Linked DNA regions of Mus musculus: region 1 is linked to region 2. A link is a contact called in public HiCAR-type data. All regions are on one chromosome and are shown on one strand. Each heading gives the region's core, a stretch centred on a gene start, on an enhancer-like site or on the middle of the called end of the contact. The rest is flanking DNA. Distances are from core to core; before and after follow the strand shown. Region 1 holds the start of Dexi (dexamethasone-induced transcript). Region 2 holds the start of Abat (4-aminobutyrate aminotransferase).

Region 1 (3,254 bases), core at 169-2,668, 2.0 Mb after region 2:
GACCCTAGGGTGCTGAGAGGCCTTGCAAATACTGCAGACAAAGCCAGCACCAGCTCAGAACTGCCTACCTGTCCCAGAGCGGCAGCCTAAGAAACTGACAGCCTCTGCGGTTCTGAGCTGCAGTACCAACAACCCAGGATCTCTGAAACCTGACTCCAAATACAGCAGCAGAAACACTGCCAAAAGGAAGTGCGGCAGTGTTGTTTGCTGAAGGTTTCCATTCTCCCAGGCTTGGCCTGAAGCCCCTCAGTTTAACTGGTCCCTCAAGAGGCCGCAGAACAAAAGTGACCAGTGCCTCTTTTGACACCAGTCTATGCTTTCAGGACAAGTAAGCATCCCCCCAAACCCCAAGGTCACCAACAAGACAGGCTAAGACTTGGGGGAGGAGCTGACAGCTCCACCTCAAAAGGTTTTGGGTACAAAGCTTTTACCCAAGCCATGGGGTAAACTGCATGATTACTCCAAATGTTCATTTCTTTGGGGGAAATCTCTTCAAACACTACTATTCCTAGCATCTGAGTTAGATCCAGAGGAGGTGGCCAGAGAAATCAGAGGCTTAGAGGAAGGAGGTTAGTCTGCCCTGAGGACACTACCTTCTCTCTCCCCGAAATACACCCCCATCTCAAGGGCACTTACGGGCCTCTTCCTGGGGTCCCATCCCTGTCCAGATGGTGCCCCCAACCAGTGGCAGCGGCATGGTACGGGCGGCTGGTCCAGGCCAAGAGTTGCGGATGGTGGAAGGCAAGTGGGGAACAGTAATCACGACATTATTCCAAATATCCATCGAAGACGTCAAGCTCTGAGTCGGCATCGTAAAGGCCAGAGCCAGGGTCTGAAAGTACGCCGAGGTCCACCAGCGCCTGGTCCAAGTCCTCGGGCAGGAAGACGAGGCCCACATTGAGAACGATGTATTCCATAAGGAAGGCGTAGTAAAGGATCAGCACATTGACGAAGAACAGGCCCACGTAGAACATAGAGGGCAGCAGCGGTGGCTGCACGTAGGAGACCAGGGGGCCCAGAGCGTCCAGGTGGGCTGCGACCCGGGCGCCGGGCATGCAGGGGCCGGCGATGGGGGCGGCGGCCGGGCGATCCCAGCGACCTCAGCCGCTGCGGCGCCCGGGCGGCCGGCGAGGGGGCAGCTCAGCCATCCAGGGGGCGCCCCGGGGCTCGGTGGCGGCAGCGCTGGGCCCCGGGCGGCCTCCGAAGACGCTCCTTGACACCCCGAGATGCTCAGGGCCGGGTCACGGAGCCCCGGGATCGGGCCACACGGGCCGCTCGCCCCTCAGGGCCACCCCCCTAGAAGTGGCCAGCGACTCGCTTTGTACGCTGCGCTCGCGCGCCCCCGCCGCAGCTCAGAGTTGAGGCCGCTGCTGTCTCCCCGAGGCGTTCCTCAGGCACCTTCGGCGCCCCCGCAGGCTCACTGCCCATCGCTGCAGCCGCCAAGTCGCTCTGGGCTTCCCAGCACCGCCTACCCAGAGGCTCTTCATTCATTGGCCAGTCGCATGCTCGCCCGTATTTATTGGCTAGCTCAGTGCTCCACGTTTATTGGCTTGAGCTGTCCGGGGGCGGGTACTCATTTGCTCCGCCCCATGGGAGGTGCTCCAGTCTCTAAGTTGCTCTTCTGCAGTTGGCACTCCTTAGACTGCATCTCGAACTTAGGTATGGAGCGTCACCTTTTTGGAACTTAGTTTACCCCCTTTAAAATGATGCCGGGTGGAAAAGGAATGCCGGTAATTCCACTGAAAATCTTAGATATCCCCAAAGCGCTTTTGTTGTTTTCTTTTTCACGGTATAGTAAGAAAAAAAAATCAATTACTGAGTGCCTTTGACAGAGGCATTATAGGGTTCCATGACACCCGGATGGAAAGTACCACAAGCAGGTCAAATCTTCTGCCAATAAGGCTGCTTATTGTTTCTATTATTTTGCAGTCCATGTTTAAAACCAACCAACCAACCAACCAATAATGCTAAGTATATATCTGCTCAGATTCTTCGGTTTACAGACCACCTTTGTGCTTCGTCAGGAGGATGAGTTTGCGAGGGATCAAAACCAAGGTCTGTGTGTGCAAGATATAGACGAGATGTAGCTCTACATCTGTTTTTGAAAACAACAACAACAACAACAACAACAACAACAACAACAAAACCCAAACCCTGAAAACCCAGGGTCTCACCATGAAGCCTCTGGGTGCCCTGAAATTGGCTATAGACCAGGCTGTCCCAGAACATGTAGAGTTCCACTGCCTCTGTCTCCTGAGTTCTGGGATTAAGGTCTATCCTCAATTCTTACAAAGGCCTTTAATCTAAGTCACACTTAGGTTTATAGGAGCTGGACAAGGCAATGTAGTATATTCCCTTTTCACAGATGAGGAAAACAAATTCCAGAGAAATGGATTCTCGAAGCTGCTGAGTCTCTGTCATTTCCTTTGGAGGTCAGACATGTTCTTGTTCTTTCATGACTTTTACATGGGAAACCATTAGCCTGATGCCAGTCTACATCTCTCTAATTCTTGGAAGCAATGCAAACCATTCACTCTATCAATATTCATCTAAAAACGTGCTATGTGCAAATCTTGTCCTGGGCCCTGGAGAGAACATTGGTCCCTGACTCAACTCTTTTCCTAGGACAGTCAATGGGCTGTCACAGGGGTTAAATAGCTATGAGATGTAGAAATGAATAAATGAGAGGGTGTGGGGCACAAAATCTTGCTTCCCACCGAGGTTCCCACTTCCAGTCTGGGAAGGAAGTCCAGGTGTATGTAACCTTTCATGGAGATCTTGGAGTTCTCTTTCTTTCTTACTGAATTAGTTGGGAAATGGCATGAGTTTTCAATAATGACCAGAGGAAACCTCTGAAAGTTCATCGTGGTTAGCTTTACAATGCTGCTCACATCTTTACAAAATGTTTTAAGACTAATGTGCAAAAGAAAAAGGTTGTAAGGACAAACCAGAATGTTACTGATTGGTTTTGTCAACAGAAGCAAATAAGGGTACCTGGGCTTGAATCCTGCGTCTGTCACACATAAAGTGCCTCTGTGACTCAGTTTCCTGAATTGTAAAATAAGGTTAATAACAGCATCTACTTCATATGGTTGTGAGAATTAAATAATTAATCACTTAGGATAATGACAAATGATAATGTACTACTCAATGCTTTTTATTTTTAATTCTTATTATTGCGATATTGAAGGTTGCATCCATAATGCATAAGCCACATTCCCACCCCTTTAAAAAATTTTTTTAAAGAGTTAGAC
Region 2 (3,215 bases), core at 496-2,995:
GGCGTTCCCATCCTTTTGCTTTAACTTGCTTTTCTTTACAAAGTATTCATTGTCCATTTGCTCTCTTTGGGCAAGCAATAAATGGATTATCAGCAGGCTTAGGTTTTAAGAAGAAAGTGCTAGATTTACAACACAGCCTCCAGAAAATTCCTTGGGTCAGGTGATAGGGATAACTTGGATAGCAACTGGCAGGACCTTCTGGGTTCCCAAGGGACCGAGGATCTAGGCTCTCACCTGCTCCTTAGTCTAGTCATTGTCTCTTTGGGGTTCAGTTAGGGATCGCAGTGGATTGCTTACTTGGAGTTGTTTCATTTGTTTGCTTATTTCTGGCCTATCTTGATCCCTTTATTTCTAGGTTTACAATCCATAATAACTATATATGAGGCTGCTTGGATTCCTGGACTCAACAGGGACCTCCAGGCTCTGTAAAAGTTGGCCAGATCATGACACAGTTGCCTGGGAAAATCCTAGAGGTGGTTAAATGTTTGCAACTTTGATTTTATCAATGAGTGATAACACCTTGTGTCCAAATAACGTTGGAAAGTTATAAGACCATTAAATATAAGCAAGCAAGTGAGCAACACACACTGCATCCCATCAAACTAAAATAAATCCTCCCTCCCTTTAAAAATAAACAAATAAATAAAAATAAAAAATGAAAAAGGAGCCAGGCATGGTGGTGCCTTTAACCTCAGCACTCTGGAGGCAGAGGCAGCCAGATCTCTGTGACCTGGAGGCTGGGGTGGTCTATATTGCAGGTTTCAGGATAGACAGGGCTATGAAGAGAGACCCTGTCTAACAAATAAACAAATAAATAAGTGAAATAAGAAAGACAAAAGGAGAAAGGGGGAGGAGATGGCTGAGCAACTAGGGCCACACACTGCTCTTGCAGGGGCCCTGAGTTCTATTCCCAACACCGCATTCTGCCAGCTCACAACCACCTGTATCCACAGCTCCAGGCAGTCCCAGGATTCCAATAGCCTCCTCCAGCATCCATACACATATACATAGACAGATAGACACGTGATTGAAATAAATTTTATTTTTAATGAAAGAAAAGGTGTGGGACTTGGTCACTCACATATTCGTTTTAACTGGTTTCCAGTGCATCTTCAATTTTCTGAACACATCTCTATTACATCTAAGATCTTGTTTCTACTCATAAAAGAGATAGAACCAATTCTGCCTTCCTTTACCATTAAGGAAATGGAGGAAGGGTTGGGAAAGAGACCTGTCCTGAGTCCTGACCTGACTCTCAGTTTAGCACTCTTATTGACCTGCTGTGCACCACTGATGCACCAGAAGGTGGCATGGAGGGCCAGTGCCGACAGGTGCTTTAGTTCTGTTTCAGGGCCCCGGATTCTCAGGTTCCAGAGACCAGATCCGAAGCACAGAGGTCGGGGTTGGGGTTCAGCTCCATTCATCAGCAATTCCCAGGATCTTAAAACAGTGATGTGGGGTGGGAGTACATTGAAGATTCGCCTTAGCCTGCAAAGTCCCTCCCTCCTGTAAGGAGAGGACTCCTAGCCCCCATCAGATTTGCTAGGGATCCTTCGGCTGCCTCTCCCCAAGTCCCTTGCTCCGGCCCTCGCGGCCCTCCTCGGAGACCCCCGGGCGCATCCTATCCACGGAGGTCGGACTCTGCCCCCGCCCCGCCTTCCCCCTCCCCCCGGGGGCGGTGGCCCATGGCGGGTGCTCTCATTGGCTGAGGCGCAAGCAAGGGCTAGAGGCAGTGGTGCTGATTGGCCAGGGTGGCTCGGCGAAGCTTGGGAGCCTGGTGAGTCGCTGGGGGAAGCGGAGCAGACGCCAGGCGCAGCCAGGAGCATCGGAAGGTGATCGCGCAAGTCCGGCCCGCGGATCGCAGCCTGTAGATCGCAGCCCGGGCCTGGAGGTAAGTGCGACGCGTCTGTACGCGCGTGGCTCGCCCTTCTGAAGGAAGCCAGAGAAGGACATCTTCCTCTAGAATCCGGGCCCTCCATCCAACCAGTACGCGGGATCCTGCTCCGAAAGGAAAGGGTCTCCCACCTCCCAGGCCCCAGAAAGCAAAACAGCTTCGTGTAACCTTCAGAAATGGGGCCGTCCGTCCTGCCCACTGGCTGGAGGGGGAAATCCCTCCCTCGTTTAGTCCTTGGAATAGAGTCCCCCCCCCCCCCCCAAGTGGAGTCCTGCCTCCGCTAATATCTAGACCCTTTCTCATCTCCTCCCTTTCCTAAAAATCTAAGTTAGGTTCTCTTGCTTCTCTCTCTCTCTCTCTCTCTCTCTCTCTCTGTCTCCTTGGAATGTTGAGGACACAGCTCGACAGAAGGGTCCTATCCCTCCCCAACTGTGAAAGTCCTGGAGAGTAAGACCCTCCTTTCAACAAGGACATCCCAGGCCAAATCACCTGCATGCCCATTCCAGAAACTAGGTGCTGGATTCTGGGGACAAATGACTTCTCTTCTATTCCTATGAAGTCTCTTCCCACCTATAGGAGAAGCCATAACCCCCTAAACAAGGCTTTTAGGGGCCTCCACTTCCCAGGCCTAGAGCCTCCAAACTCTAAGAGCACAGATGGCCTTGGCACTGCAGGACCAGCAGGCACCCCCTTCCACCCCCACCTCCAACACAAATGTAAAAGTCTGTTATTCAGTGTTACCCTACAGACGCAGGTCTCTCTCCGCCTGGACAAAGGGCTATCAACATAGAGAAGAGCTGTTGGCCCACTTCCAAGGGTCCCCTGTTCGTTTCTTGGGGCTGCCCCCATCAAGTCCCGTGGATATTGCCTGATGGAATTCCCTGGGCATTAGGCCAAGAGAAGGCTGCTGCTGGGCTTGTCCACTGGTCTAGGGACACTGTTGGCTTAGCTGTGTGCCTCCCTCACACTAGCCTGAGAAGGTCTGGTGGGGGCAGGTCAGGAGACAGGAAAAAATTGAATCTTGGCCTGTTCTCTGGATCTGGGATGTGGGTTGGGGAGAGAGATGTTTCCTGGAGGCCAAAGGACAGCTCTGGGAGGGACAATTAACCCTGCCTGCAATCCTACGATGTAAAAGAGCATCTACATTAAGACTGACCGTTCATTTGGTACCTGAACCAACTGAGGCACTGGCTCAGAGAGAAAGGAATGGCTCAAGGTCACCCAGCCAGTCACTGACAAAACCAGCGTAGCTCCTATAGGGTCACTGGGGCTCCCCAACACTAGCTCCAGTCTTCACATGTACAGTGGGCACATCTGGGCA

The links. HiCAR-type assays count read pairs that join an accessible place to other places.
Region 1: a contact with region 2 is called in a HiCAR-type map of astrocytes, with 3 times the contacts expected there. The contact joins the promoter of Dexi here to the promoter of Abat in region 2. A contact is called at or near these places in 2 of 39 promoter capture datasets (both in liver) and 1 of 115 datasets of contacts at active chromatin or transcription factors (astrocytes).

Annotation. Positions count from the first base shown.
Region 1 is chr16:10,541,636-10,544,889 of GRCm38.p6, forward strand. Dexi (dexamethasone-induced transcript) reads right to left here and starts at 1,419. Exons shown (of 2, transcript NM_021428.4): 1 at 637-1,419. The coding sequence starts at 1,055. The coding sequence ends at 768.
Region 2 is chr16:8,511,684-8,514,898 of GRCm38.p6, forward strand. Abat (4-aminobutyrate aminotransferase) reads left to right here and starts at 1,746. Exons shown (of 16, transcript NM_172961.3): 1 at 1,746-1,891.